3 separate regions of the Zea mays genome follow, and all the other regions are linked to region 3. The links are chromatin contacts, called in public Hi-C maps. All regions are on one chromosome and are shown on one strand. Each heading gives the region's core, a stretch centred on a gene start, on an enhancer-like site or on the middle of the called end of the contact. The rest is flanking DNA. Distances are from core to core; before and after follow the strand shown. Region 1 holds the start of LOC542009 (OCL4 protein). Region 2 holds the start of LOC100276847 (NADH dehydrogenase [ubiquinone] 1 beta subcomplex subunit 10-A). Region 3 holds the start of LOC100282938.

The links. A called contact is a pair of places that touch in the nucleus more often than the background predicts.
Region 1: a contact with region 3 is called in a Hi-C map of ear, with 6 times the contacts expected there. The contact joins the promoter of LOC542009 here to the promoter of LOC100282938 in region 3. A contact is called at or near these places in 9 of 25 Hi-C or Micro-C datasets (bundle sheath, ear, endosperm and 4 more) and 1 of 3 datasets of contacts at active chromatin or transcription factors (leaf).
Region 2: a Hi-C map of leaf shows a contact between it and region 3, with 6 times the contacts expected there. The contact joins the promoter of LOC100276847 here to the promoter of LOC100282938 in region 3. A contact is called at or near these places in 4 of 25 Hi-C or Micro-C datasets (ear, leaf, root tip and 1 more) and 1 of 3 datasets of contacts at active chromatin or transcription factors (leaf).

Annotation. Positions count from the first base shown.
Region 1 is chr1:102,375,917-102,380,494 of Zm-B73-REFERENCE-NAM-5.0, reverse strand. It overlaps LOC542009 (OCL4 protein), which reads left to right and starts at 2,908. Exons shown (of 11, transcript NM_001350876.1): 1 at 2,908-3,179; 2 at 3,386-3,674; 3 at 3,774-4,063; 4 at 4,197-4,503. The coding sequence starts at 3,498.
Region 2 is chr1:103,208,478-103,212,748 of Zm-B73-REFERENCE-NAM-5.0, reverse strand. It overlaps LOC100276847 (NADH dehydrogenase [ubiquinone] 1 beta subcomplex subunit 10-A), which reads right to left and starts at 1,822. Exons shown (of 2, transcript NM_001416002.1): 1 at 1,454-1,822. The coding sequence starts at 1,739. LOC100277622 reads left to right here and starts at 1,932. Exons shown (of 3, transcript NM_001151134.2): 1 at 1,932-2,122; 2 at 2,219-2,329; 3 at 2,503-2,837. The coding sequence starts at 2,032. The coding sequence ends at 2,576.
Region 3 is chr1:102,722,884-102,727,221 of Zm-B73-REFERENCE-NAM-5.0, reverse strand. It overlaps LOC100282938, which reads right to left and starts at 1,532. Exons shown (of 3, transcript NM_001155843.3): 1 at 857-1,532. The coding sequence starts at 1,491.

The sequences.
Region 1 (4,578 bases), core at 1,659-4,158, 350 kb after region 3:
CAAGTACTCTCTTCTTCACCTTAGCCATAGTACCTCGGTCCACAAGCTGTCGCTTGGCCTTCACCTTCTCTTAGTTTCTCGAAGCCCTTTTCTTGCTATCTTCACCCTATCAAGCCATTCTTGAGTCACATCATATTGAGCATCCATTTAGAGAATCATTTCTTCGATATTGTGAACCTTGCTTGAATTTCATCTAGATATAAATGCTAAGATCAATCAAGCTCTAGTTTGATTCTCATAGAAGCATATATGGACTAATATATAGTAATATGGTCAAGCCAATCCACGATTCCTCATATCTTATTCACTTTGGCTTGACGAATCCTCTAATCACTTCAACCTCTATTATGATCATATTTATGCATAGTGATTTCTCAGGTCTAGTCCATATATTCAAACCAATATAGAGACCGTACTATATCCATTTGCATTGTCTCATTGGTTATTTGACCTTGTGTTGAATCTTTGTTCACTGATCATTATATACTATTCAAGTATGTCCATCATACCGAATTTCCTGTTCAACGCTTAACAAACTTGTTAGACCTTTAAATGTGTTGTTAATCTTGGTATGGCGCATCGTCTCACTCGTTCGTCATACGACCCTCTGTAGTTAGTCCGTCGCTAACATCTCTATAGTAGTGCGTGGGGGGTCCCTTGGGTCAGTCCCATGGAGCGGTAGTACATGGCACGGTTTTGCCTATCGTCACGGGCCTACGTCACCCCTTGCGTGCGTAGCCATACACCCCGGTATGGTGTACCTGTTGTGTTCTTTCGGGTATGCGGGTAACTATAGAGACTCTGGAATTGAGGCCCCTCCTTGTGGATCCGCTTGGCGGGCACTTGGTCATTCACCCCACCTCACGGACTCGCTCGACAGGGGTTTGGTCATTCGCCCCGCCTCGCAAACTTACTCGGCAGGGGCTTGGTCGTTCAACCCGCCTCACAGACTGGCTCGACTGGGTCCTGGTCGTTTGCCCCACCTCGCGGACTCGCTCAACAGGGGTTTGGTCGTTCACCCCGCCTCACAGACTTGCTTGGCGGGGACTTGGTCATTCGCCTCGCCTTGTAGACTGGCTCGACGGGGGCCTGGTCGTTCGCCCCGCCTTGCAGCGACATGGGGCGTGGTCGTTCATCCCGCCTCGCAGACTGGATCGACGGGGACCTAGTCGTTCGCCCCGCCTCGCAGACTCGCTTGGCGAGGACTTGGTCGGTAGATAGGCCAGAGAGAGGTTTATAGGCCTGGCCTTGGGTACCACGTTCCTGGGTACCCGATAGAGCCTTTAGAGCATATTCAACAATGTGACTAATAAAAGTTCCCTATAATTTAAAAATGAGTATATTTTATGGAATTTAGAACACCAACAAAACATCCCGCTCTAACAGTAAAGTCTCAAATCTAGATTATAGGGTAGCCCATTACGGTGTAGTATATTTGAGGCACTTGAGATGATGCCCTATAATTTGTTGACCAAAGTTTGTAAAATGAGGCATTGTTGGAGTATTTTTTTCTGCGTAGAGCCACATATTTCAATTTGAGGCACCAGTTTGAGGCATTGTTGGAGATGCTCTTACAAGTGTGAAAAGTATGGATTTTAGGGCTTGTTTGGTTTTTAGGGACTAATTTTTAGTCCATCTATTTTAGTCTATAAAAAATTCGTTTTTCGTATTTGACAATTTAGATACTAAAATAGAATAAATTGAGGCTACAAAACCAAATACTACCTTCTTAGCACTCTTGAGCTGCTAGTATACACTTTTTGAAAAAGGCATGCAATACTGGTCGATATCAGCGGTGATCTCGGTTGGTGCGTAGTGAAAGCAGGGAATAGAAGAGAAGATTTGGTGTGATCTCGTGCATTGGTTGCTTAGCAGCCGACTAGGCTACTAGGCTAGGCAGCAGCAGTACGGCACCCTCGTCCTCCCCTGGTGCAATTACTGTGCAAAATCTGCGTGGCACACGTACGCACGAGGCACGCTCCCGCCTTCGTTTCCTCCTCTGGTGGCACGCAACACATGCATGCACGCACGGCATGGACGATGCGTACTCGTACTACTCGGTGCCGGGTCCGGTTCCGGGGCCGGGTGGGGCGGGCCGGCGGGGGCCGGGCACGGACAGGCCTAGCGTTGCACCACAGCTAGCCTGGCGCAGACCACTCTCATCATCTCACATGCATGTCCGCCGCCTTGCTGTAACGCGGTTTCGCCACGCGGCGGGCCCGATATCGCGCGCCGGCCAGATCGGACGGACGGGCCCATCCTAGGATGGCGCCACGGCGGGAATGAAAGGAAGGCGCGCATGCCTCAGGCAGGGATCGGAGAAGACCGGCAGACGACAGGCCGGAGTGAGCTGTTGACTTCTGTTGACGCCTTCGTCAGACTCTGGTCAAGCACGCGACAGCGACACAAACGCAACGCAAGCGAAACGGCGCGGGGGATCGGAGCCGGTCGCCGGTGACGGGCACGCGGCGGTGCTCGCGCCCGGGTTTCACTGGCGCAGGCCCGCCCGTTACTGTGCCGCGCAGTTATTGCGCGCAACGCATGCATTTACTACCGCCTGTCGTTCACCTTCACCCCCGCGCGCGCTGTAATCTGGCCCCCTAATTACCGCATTTATTTGTACCGCCCGCCCACGATACGTTCTGGGCTTTTCCGGCTCTGCGCAGCCTCTACGGGTGCGTGAGTATGACACGCGGGCCCCGCGCGCGTCTCCTGGCTGCGCAGCGCAGGGCGTCCACGCGCTGGAGGGGAAGAGCACCGTCGCTGCCACGTGGGCTCCGTGACGGTCCAGCGCGCGTGGGTCCGTGAAGTCAGCCGAGCGCGTCGCAGCCGCAGGTCGAGTCACGCGGAAGGAAAGCCAGAATAACAAGTCAAAGCGGAGGCGTCACATCACACAGACACAGTGGACAACAAGTAACAGCGCCGGCTGGCCGTGTCCGTCGCTGCTGCTGCTGCTGTGAGGAAGACGAGAGCACAGGGCAAACGGAGGAGAAGGAGAAGGAGAAGGCGGCCGACCTCTTCTCCGTCTTCAACCTTGCGCCGCGTCCAGCGCGTAGGTGAGGAGCCGAGTTTAGTAGAGTACTCTACTAAACAAACAAGCAAAGCAAGGCCGACGAATCGAGGGAGAGGGAGGAAGCAGGCCAGCACGGGGTACGCCGAGGCACAGAACAACCGACAGGGTATTTACTCCCCCCGCCCTTGTCTCGCCCCCATTTCTCGCCCTTTCACTTCCATCGCTCCCCTCCTCCTCTCCGATTCTCTCCGCTTCCTCCAAACTTTTCCCTTTCCTACACCTCTCGCTAAATCCTCTTCCTCTCATCCTGTACTCGCCCTGCCATGCTTCGCCGTGGATTTTAACCGCTTGCTTCTATTCGGAGGAACACAGTCATCAGGCGAGCCAGCCAGGGACGGGAGTAAGAGAGAAGGGGTTCTTCCATTTATTTTTTTCCTCTCGGTTGATCTGCCGCGCCGGCCGGTCGAGGAAGGGAGGAAGAAGTATGTTTGGGGACTGCCAGGTCCTATCCTCGATGGCCGCGGTGGCCGGGGCCTCCTCGTCGGCGGACACGCTCTTCATCCCCAACCCAGGCGCCCTCGCCGGGTTCATGTCCTCCTCCTCCGCCGCCGCCGCCATGCCATTCCACCATTTCTCCACCACCGCCGCCTCCCTCGTACCAGTAAGTAGAGCACTCCGTCGCCTTAACGCTAGCTTTTGTAGCGCGGGGTTTTGAGTCTCAAATGGTATGGCCCGCCCGTGTGCCTGTGTATATATGCAGAAGGAGGAGGGCGGCATCATGGGTGCGCTCCAGGTGGCCAAGGACGAGGACATGGATCAGCTGGAGATGGAGATGGAGCTCAGCGGCGGCTCCGGGAGCGGCCACCTGGACGGCCTGCTCAGCTTCGCCGACGTGGACGACGACCGGCCGGAGCAGAAGCCGCAGCACAGCGGCCTCGAGCTCCAGACGACGGCGGATGCCGCCGGACAGCAGCAGCAGCTGGCCACCGCCAACGGCAAGAAGAAACGGTACCACCGCCACACGGCACACCAGATCCAGCAGATGGAAGCGTAAGACACACACATATATACGCTTGCCTTTTCATATATAATAATAATCTTCTTCTCCGATATATTATAATCTCTTACGGATGCATGCATGGCAATGGCAATGGCCGGCATTGCACGGACGACATACGCACAGGCTGTTCAAGGAGTGCCCGCACCCGGACGACAAGCAGCGGCTGAAGCTGAGCCAGGAGCTGGGGCTCAAACCCCGCCAGGTCAAGTTCTGGTTCCAGAACCGGCGCACCCAGATGAAGGCGCAGCAGGACCGCGCCGACAACGTCCTCCTCCGCGCCGAGAACGAGAGCCTCAAGAGCGACAACTACCGTCTGCAGGCCGCCATCCGCAACGTAGTCTGCCCCAACTGCGGCCACGCCGCCGTCCTCGGCGAGATGTCGTACGAGGAGCAGCAGCTCCGCATCGAAAACGCTAGGCTCAAGGACGAGGTTGGTGCCGCCTCGGCCGCTCCCTCCCTAGTCCCTACCTACTTAGCTCGCTGCTTAAACCCTAAGCGCCACACT
Region 2 (4,271 bases), core at 573-3,072, 490 kb before region 3:
AAACATGAAGACAAAAACATGTATTCTCCACTGTCATAAAATTCCCTCTCACACATGTACGATGTTTGCAATACTAGTAAGGAAAATAGCAGTAGTAGAACTGCTTTCATATTGCACTACCAAGATAAAAATCTATGGAACATCACTTCCCTAAAAATCTATACAAAGTATTTTATATGTTTGCAATTCAATAGGTTTGCAAAAACTGAAACTCTGCTGTTCACTGAGTAGGTTTGCAATGTGAATTGGTTAAAGCCCATGCTGAGCATAATTCTATCATTGGTTAAAGCCTAGTGCTTAATATTCTGAAACTCTGAATCTGTGAGCAATTCATTTGTTATGCAATTGTTTAGCTCATACAATTATTCAGTTCATTGGACTTCATATACAATTATTCAGTTCATTTGACTTCATTCATTTGTTATGCAGCACAATGTCACCTGGTTACTTAACAATACATTTGCGCTCTCAGCCTACTTTTTGTCGTGCCACCTGATCTCCTGCTCTCGTACCAACAATCATAATGGTCTGCTTCTTGATTAGTTATAGATTCTTCAAAATCCTGGTCTTCAATAGGATGCTGCTGCTGCTTTGGTGTGCCTGATCTCTGCACCTCTTTGAAAAAAGACAGTACAATTCTATCTGTGTTGGACTCGACAGAGATGGAATATTGGTGGCAAGTTGCACAGTGATGAAAAAGACATCAGCCTATATGCTTCTATGAAGCATTGAACAGGCCACTGTACACATATGTGATGAGGGGGGAAAAAGGAGATCGCAAAGGATGCAGCCAATGTTACAACAATAGTAACCTGCATCAAATCAGTAATACAGTTGCAAGCACACTCCGATGAGGAGAGCAATGTGGTAGGTCATAATGCATCATCGGTCGTCTAGGTCTGCAGCATCAGCCATCTCTCTCAAGGTTCCTGCACGATCCAGACATTCCCTGTCGGCTCTTGGTCTCCAGTATATTGAGGCTAGTTCAGGACAGGAAAAGGAAAAGAACAAGCCGGGCATGGGAGTAGCGACGACGGGCGACGGATGGCGTCAAATGACCGAAATCCTGCAGCAGTTGCAACCTACACACGGTTTAAGGCTCACTGTTTGGAGTCTATCCTTCAATTTGGGCCTAAACAAATTGACTTGAGTAGCAGTAGCTAAATCAAAATATAAGGCCCAATTATAGAACTCATGATTGGAGTTGTTCTAATGCATTTCGGTTTCCACCACTCAGACTGATTACCACACAACATACATAGAAAGGAAAGAATGTGCTTAGTTTCAGCAGGCCTCACCCCTCCAATCCAGGAACAGCAGCACGAGAAGCCGAGGCAGCAGCTACTCCGCCTCGATGATCTTCTTGGGCTCTGCGAACCAGAGAAGAAGCAGCCATATAGACCTATCGATCATGCCGATCAAAGGGTAAGACGAGGCATGAAGGGATTCGGACCGTGTAACTCGGGCGGTCGGGCATCTTTGCCCCAACCCACGCCGCGTGTAGCCTCTAGGTACTGGTCCACGAGGTGGCGGCACTTCTGGTGGTGGTTGATCCCCTCGATGCGGTAGCACCAGCGGAGGCGCTCCCGGATGATCTTGGCGGTCTCGATCTGGATCCACTTCTCCCGCACCAGGTGTTCCCGGTACTCCAGCATAGCCACCGGGTCCGCATATGGGTTCTTCGGGTCGAAGTTATCCGGTGGCTGCTCATCGAACTCAACCTTTGCCTTGCGCACCATCTTCTCCGATCGCGGCCGGCGGCCGCACGGTCTTCCGATTGGGTGGGGGTGGGGGTGGGGGTGTGGGATTGGTGTGGTCCGCTCGGTCGGATGGGAGACGGAGCTGATGGGTCGATGAGTTAATTATGCGAACCAGGCCTGTGGGCTGTTAGTCGGCCCAACAGAATGAAGCGTAGGTGGGCCAAGAGACAAGCTTCTGTCGCCGACTCACTGTTTCCCGAAGTCTGCACTCTGCAGGCGGAAACGCCAGTTCAGCCACGTGGAGAGGGCAGATCCGAGAAGAGCCGGCGCGATGAGCTCGCCGGCGAGGTCGACCATCTCGGCCGCCGAAGACGTCGCTGATTCCATCGACGCGCTCTACCGCAAGGACGAGGCCCTGGCTGGTGATACGCCCCTCTATCTCTCTCTCCCTTTTGCAAGCGGTGCCAGGTGAATGCCTCAGAGAGTCAGAGTGACTGACCGATTGGTTGGCCTTGCAGAACTCAAGTCTGAGGTGATGGAGGCGCTGCAGAGGGAGGTGAGGTCTCTCGACGAAGACAACTGGATGTTCGCCGCACCGCGGTCCCGCATCAACCTCGTCTCCAGGCCTGGTAAGAAGGGGAACACAAAAATAGCAACAGATGGTTTTCTGATCAGTTTTTTTTAAATCTGTCTATATGGCCTGAGTTTAATGCTTCTGTTCCTGATGAATGAGCTGTGTACATTCCTTATACGATTGCGACCGATTTTATTTGTACCCCATTGGGGGGCATGTGTTTATCAGGTGCTTACCTGCCCAAGCAAAACGGGAAGCTCTCAGAGTTGGGGCAAGCATCCAAGAAAACAAGGAACTTCTAGGGTGTACATGCTTGTGCTTGCAAGAAGCCTGGTCCATGACTCCATGATGGTAGTGAAGGCTGTAGCATCAAGGATGATTTGTTCATGTTTCAAATCAATCTGGTTGCTTCCTGCTAATTCAATTTCAGACACATGTAAGGATTTTTCAAGTGATTGTGACTTCAATGTCATGGTATTGTTTATGACTTGTGCCTTTCCTATCTTCTACAAACTCAACCTGCCTAGTTTTTCTTACATTCATGATCCATCCTTTTCTTTCTGAACAGATATGCATGATTGCCACTTTAGTTGGAGACAGCAAATACATCGATAATTATTGAACAAAGTTATGTTGTCTTTAGTTCTTATGATCACTGGTATTAGAATACCTTTAATTCGGTTGTAAGTTGAAAAGCTTGCAAATTAAAATTCATATCTTAACATAAAAATGTTAGAACATAGATATGTTCTTTTTCTGAGCTGTCTTTTTGTATGGCACTGTCCCATGCCTCATATTAAACTGTATTATTTAGTGATCTTAATTACTTACTCTTAGCCTACCGTCTGTAACCGGAAGGTCCCGGATTCGGGCCCCAGCCTCTGCATGTTATGCGGGTAAGGCTTGGTACTTAAAGATACCTTTTCCTAGGCCCTACACAGTGCGGGAAGCCTACGGCACTGGGTACGCCTTTTAATGACTTACTCTTCCATTGTACGTACCTTAACAACGACAAGTGTTCATATATACAAGAATTTCGTTACCAAAATCTTCTGTTAGCCATTTTGAACTTTACAATGAATTATGAATGTGAAGTGTCTTAAGGTTTTGGTAGTGCTTTGTACATTGTTTCTCAAAATTGTTTTGCTTTATCGGCAAATCTTATATGTTCTGCAGTGAAATCATGGCACTTGACTAATAGATCAGCCTGTATGATAATCCTGGTGTTTCCTATTATTTTTCTTTTCTTTTGTCAAATGTAAATGCACACTGCCATACACGAATGCATATGAACAATGGGAAAGCTGTGAAGATGATGTGAATGGTGTAACAGTAGTCAGTAGGGTCTGCGATTCAGCTTTCTTATAGAGGCCATGCTGGCTTTGCACCAGTTATTTCTTCCAGAGAAGTGTTCCCTGTCAGTTTAACACTGAAGAATGATGCTTCGACTTGTGCTTGAATTTGACTTCATGTGTGCATTTTCCATCATGGGGAGAGTAGTGGTGAAAGTAGTTGAAAAGTTAGCAGCCATACCACCTTTTTTTGTGTAATGTAGTAGTCACACATTTGAGGCATTGACTGATGACATAAATTTGTTTGAAGTAATTACACATTCACACATATAATTGCAGTCGAATGTTTCTGTGGTCTACTGGTTGCTCTTGTTTGACTACCCATATGACAATGTCTTTAGTCAGATATTATGGTTACCTTTTGGGTTTGGCATGCATACAGTGCCAAATTGGTGCTTTGACTTTGCATTAGAATGTGCAGGTTCTATATCTATTATGTTACATGCTCTTTATCGCCGAGCAGTTGGTAACACTAAACAAGAAGCAAACAAAACAAAACAAAGCAATACTTTAAAGGCTAGGGAGTCGTACATTAGTCTCCTTAATCATTTAGAAATACCTTGGTGGTGCTGAGGATCCATCTTGTCTCACTGTAGTATTGTAATGGACCATGCATCAAGAATTCAAGATGTGAGACTTTTTTCT
Region 3 (4,338 bases), core at 283-2,782:
AATTTAGATTATAATCCAGATTATATAATCTATAAGCTGAAACAAACAGGCCCATAATTTAGATTATAATCCAGATTATATAATCTATAAGCTGAAACAAACAGCTCCTTGCCCTAAACAAAATCTAGTGGGGTCATGAGGAAAGGTTTATTGCATCCTACAGAAGCGTCATTTCCTGTTATGGGGGGCCTAGAGTCACGTCTTTGATTGCCAGAGATTGCACAAGTTGCATGACTAAATAAGCTGTCCAGTTCTGAATACGGAGGAATGCAGATGCGTTCGGAGCAAATGGATCGCACCATACCCAATCATTACAGGTTTCAGCGCACCTCTCAATGATTTGAATGGTATGGCTATGGCCACACGGGTGTTTATCAGCAGTAGCAACACAGCTCATCAGCACTGAATCACAAGGTTATTAAAACGGTAAAACGTTGGAACGCTCATGGGTGAAATTTTGACTAAACAACACAGGAAAAATACCAATACATCATAATTTCAGACAATAATATGAAGTTAAATACCAAAATAGAGCGGCTAGTGGCTTACCAAAACTTCACCCATGAGCTGGATTGAATCTCAAAAGTAACTAATAGACTGGACCCAAAAAGTAGCTAATGGTCTAAAATGCATAAAACACTGCGATTTACAGTTTAGAACGCCAAAACGCTAAAACGTGGTTTCAACCTCTAATTAAAGTTTTGACGTTTAAACATAGTTTAACCATCGTTTAAACGTAGTTTAAACATCGTTTAAACATAGTTTTAATAACACTGCTGAATCATCTATCGATGGACCAACCGACTAGGAACAAACAAAAGATCGAGTCACATGTTTGGGCGTAGCAAGAACTCACATGAGGATCCAGTTGCCGTCGAGGAGATCCGGCGACTCGACGGGAGCAGTAGTAGGGTTAACCGCCTCGAGCTGGGTGACTAGCTCGACGACCTCACCTCTGACCTCCGTGGACGCCCGGAAGCCGAGGTCGGAGCCGTACACCGTGTCCACCAGGCACCGCTTGAGCTCCTCCCTCTTCACCTCCTGCTCGTCCTCCTCCGCCGCCGGAGCAGGGGCCGGCGCCGGCGCCTCCGGCTCCTTTCCCCAGTCGTCGTCTGCGGAGGGGCTAGGCGGGTCCGCGGCGGAGGGCGGCTCGGGCTCAGGCACCCCGGGCTCGCCCCACTCGTCGACGACGATAGGGCGTGAGTTGCCCTCGGCAGAGTCGTCGCGGCCCCACTCGTCTTCGTCGATGGGAGGATCGGGCTGCGCGGGGGGCTCGGGGTTGTCCGGCGGCGAGCGCTCGCCCCACTCGTCTGGGATGCCCCCTCGGCCACGCCCGCGGCCGCGCCCGGTTGCCCCCGGGGGGCGGCGCAGGCGGAGGCTCGAGGTGTGGGGCCTGAGGGTGCCACGGACTAGGTGGCCGGCGGCGGGGCGGTCGAGGGAGGAGAGGGGGAGGAGGGACGCGTGGGACGCCGCGGCGAAGAGGGGAGCCATTCGATTTCGCTCGCTTGACTGACGGACTGGGATGGGAACTTGGGAAGAGTGGTCGCTCAAGGGAGGTAAAGTAACTCAGGCCCGCCCCCCCCCCCACCCACCCCCAAGCCAACAAGTGAAGAAGAGGCGCTGGCGCGCTGCGCTACGTACGTTTGTTGGGATATTGCCTCGTCTTGGAATCACATGCGGTCTTGGGCCAGGGTGACGGAGTCCCCATGGGCTTTCTCAAAGTGTCCCATGGATCTTGAGGGGATAATGAAGCTACGGCCATTTGCTGCACACGGGCCTATTAACTGCCCTTGTGGTAGTGCAGTCGGCCTCGATGTGGTGGCAGCGTGGCCTGTACGAGAGGCAGCACGAGGAGAAAGGGAGTGACTGACGAATGAGGTCGGTTTGTCAATACGAAAGACATTTAAATGATGAGAAACACAGTTGACATATACGGATTTAATTGAAAGTTTTTCAAAACCACGGTTGGTTAATCAAACGTATTTTAAATTTCTTATAATCTATACGTCAAAACTATTATTTTATATCTTAAAGCTTATAACAATTTTATTTTATTATATATATATCAACTAAAGACAACCTACAAAGGATCGAAGGGGATTAAATCCTTCTCTATTTTAATTTTTACTAGAATAGATTTATTCTTCTTCTATTTCCTTAAATTCACCTCTAAGAAATGTTTGGATTACAGGAACTAAAATAAAAGTGACTAAAGTTTAGTCACCCTAGGGCTAAAGATCTAAACATCTAGACTAGAATAGTAAAAGTGTCATTTTAGTCGCTTTTAGCTCTTATTGTTTGTATCTTTAGCCCTGAAGTAACTAAAGATTAGTCACTTTTGTTTTAGCTCTTGGGATCCAACCATGCCCTAAACCAGCCTAAGAGCATCTCCAAGGGACTCTTCATTTTTGGCTCTCTATTTTTGTCTCTATTTACCTTTCCATAAATATTTCACTCTATATGTAGCATCTCACTTCAACAGGCTATGTATATAGTATGGCTAGTCAGGGTGGCAAGCCATGTATGGCTAGTGAGGGGGCAAATTTAGAGAGTCATAGCTTGACGAGTTGATAGCTAGTTTATGGAGATTTTTTTCTGTTGAGTAGTCAAAATTTTGATTGACGAGCCATCTGGCTAATCTCTTGGAGATACTCTAAGAAGTCAGTGTCCACCCTTACGCTAACCAAGCATTACCTTGAAAAAGTCCACACACAAGCGCGTCCACACAGACGATGACCCCAACATTAACGAAAACTAGTCGGTTGCCCGTGCGTTGCGACATCTCACAACAATACCCGCATAAACTATCCACCAAAAGATCTCAAGATTTTTTATTGATTGTCTCCGCTCTTTGCATAATATTTTTTTGATTTGACTAACTGATGTTGTTGTTTACTCCATCCAATATGTCTTGGTACAACACGACCAATGAAGTGAGCGATTAGAAGAGAGTTCACAACGACTGAATGAACGAATAGAGATTATAGAATGACATAATTCCACCATACAGAGACCAAATAAGAGGAAGTTTGTGAGTTCAAGTTTCTAAAATAAGTCACATGAACTCAAACTTATAAAAAAATAGATCAAAATATGGAGTAGTTGCTAAACTGGATGCGCTCCATACAAATTATTGTACTTCGTAGCAATTACCAACGTTTAAAACCAACAAATAACATTTCCTTTTACTGTTAGTATGACAAATCATTGTTGCCCCATCCAATTCAGCAACCTCAAACACCATGGAGTCCATTGCGCCAATATGGTCTCAGAAACGACCTAATGCTTGCAAGAGCCAAGAAAACAAGAGACGAGCATCCTGTGGTAGTGACTGCATGGATCACCAAATCCTACACATTTTGCAGGATCCATGAGCCATCATTAGAATAACACAAACCATGTGCAGACAATAAATAAAGTATTAACACACCAAAATTATATTTAGTCCTTAGCACAACAAAAAACTAACACCCAAAACAATAGAGGAACAACACAATAATTTTTGCAGTGACGGAAGGATGGGTGAAAGGTACATAGAAGTGGTAGACGCATACCGAGTCTACACCGTGGTAAGGAAAAGGCCATGTAGACATGTGATGCCGAGCCATCGAATAGGCACCATATGCAGCAAATCAGTGACCTCCATCCCTCGCTTCCCCACTTCCAAGGTTTCGTAGAGCAGGAAGGGAAGGGAAGAGGCGGGCATACCTGTTCGTTGCTGGAGAAGGACACGACGAAGACCTGAACATCTAGAGGCGACATAGGTAGTATACCACTAGATACATATAGGGAGAGAGCATGCAAGTGAAGAAAGAAGCCCAGCTAGAGTAGCTCCAAACCGAGAAGGGCGAGAGAATGTGAGTGCCTTCCCAGCCCTGGACCCGCCGAGGCGACACAACACCACCACCAACTCTATAGCACATGCCGACTACAGCCGCGCTACGGGCCGTAGTTGTCCAATATCTCAGACCTGGACTCCTCATCGCCAAGATAACCTAAGCGTGGCAGGCGCCACCGTGTCCTCAGCGGCACGCACGAAGAAAGGCCAGGAGCAAGACTAACTCGCCCCGTACCCGCGTCGAAGAGCATCGGTCGACTCGCGGCTGTGACCGTGGGCGAGGGTAGTAGGTTGGGGAGGAAGAACAGGGCAAAGGCCGGGAAGACAAACAGGATGTCCGACGATGGCGAAAACGATGGTGCACTCATACTGTGAAATGTCCTCGTGGATGTGCAATAGCCACTGCGCGGGTCGGTGTTGGGGCTGGTGTTAGACGAATACAGGAAGGATGCGCATGCTCCCACGCCCTCTACCGAGAATGGGGTGGCGCGGAAATGGAG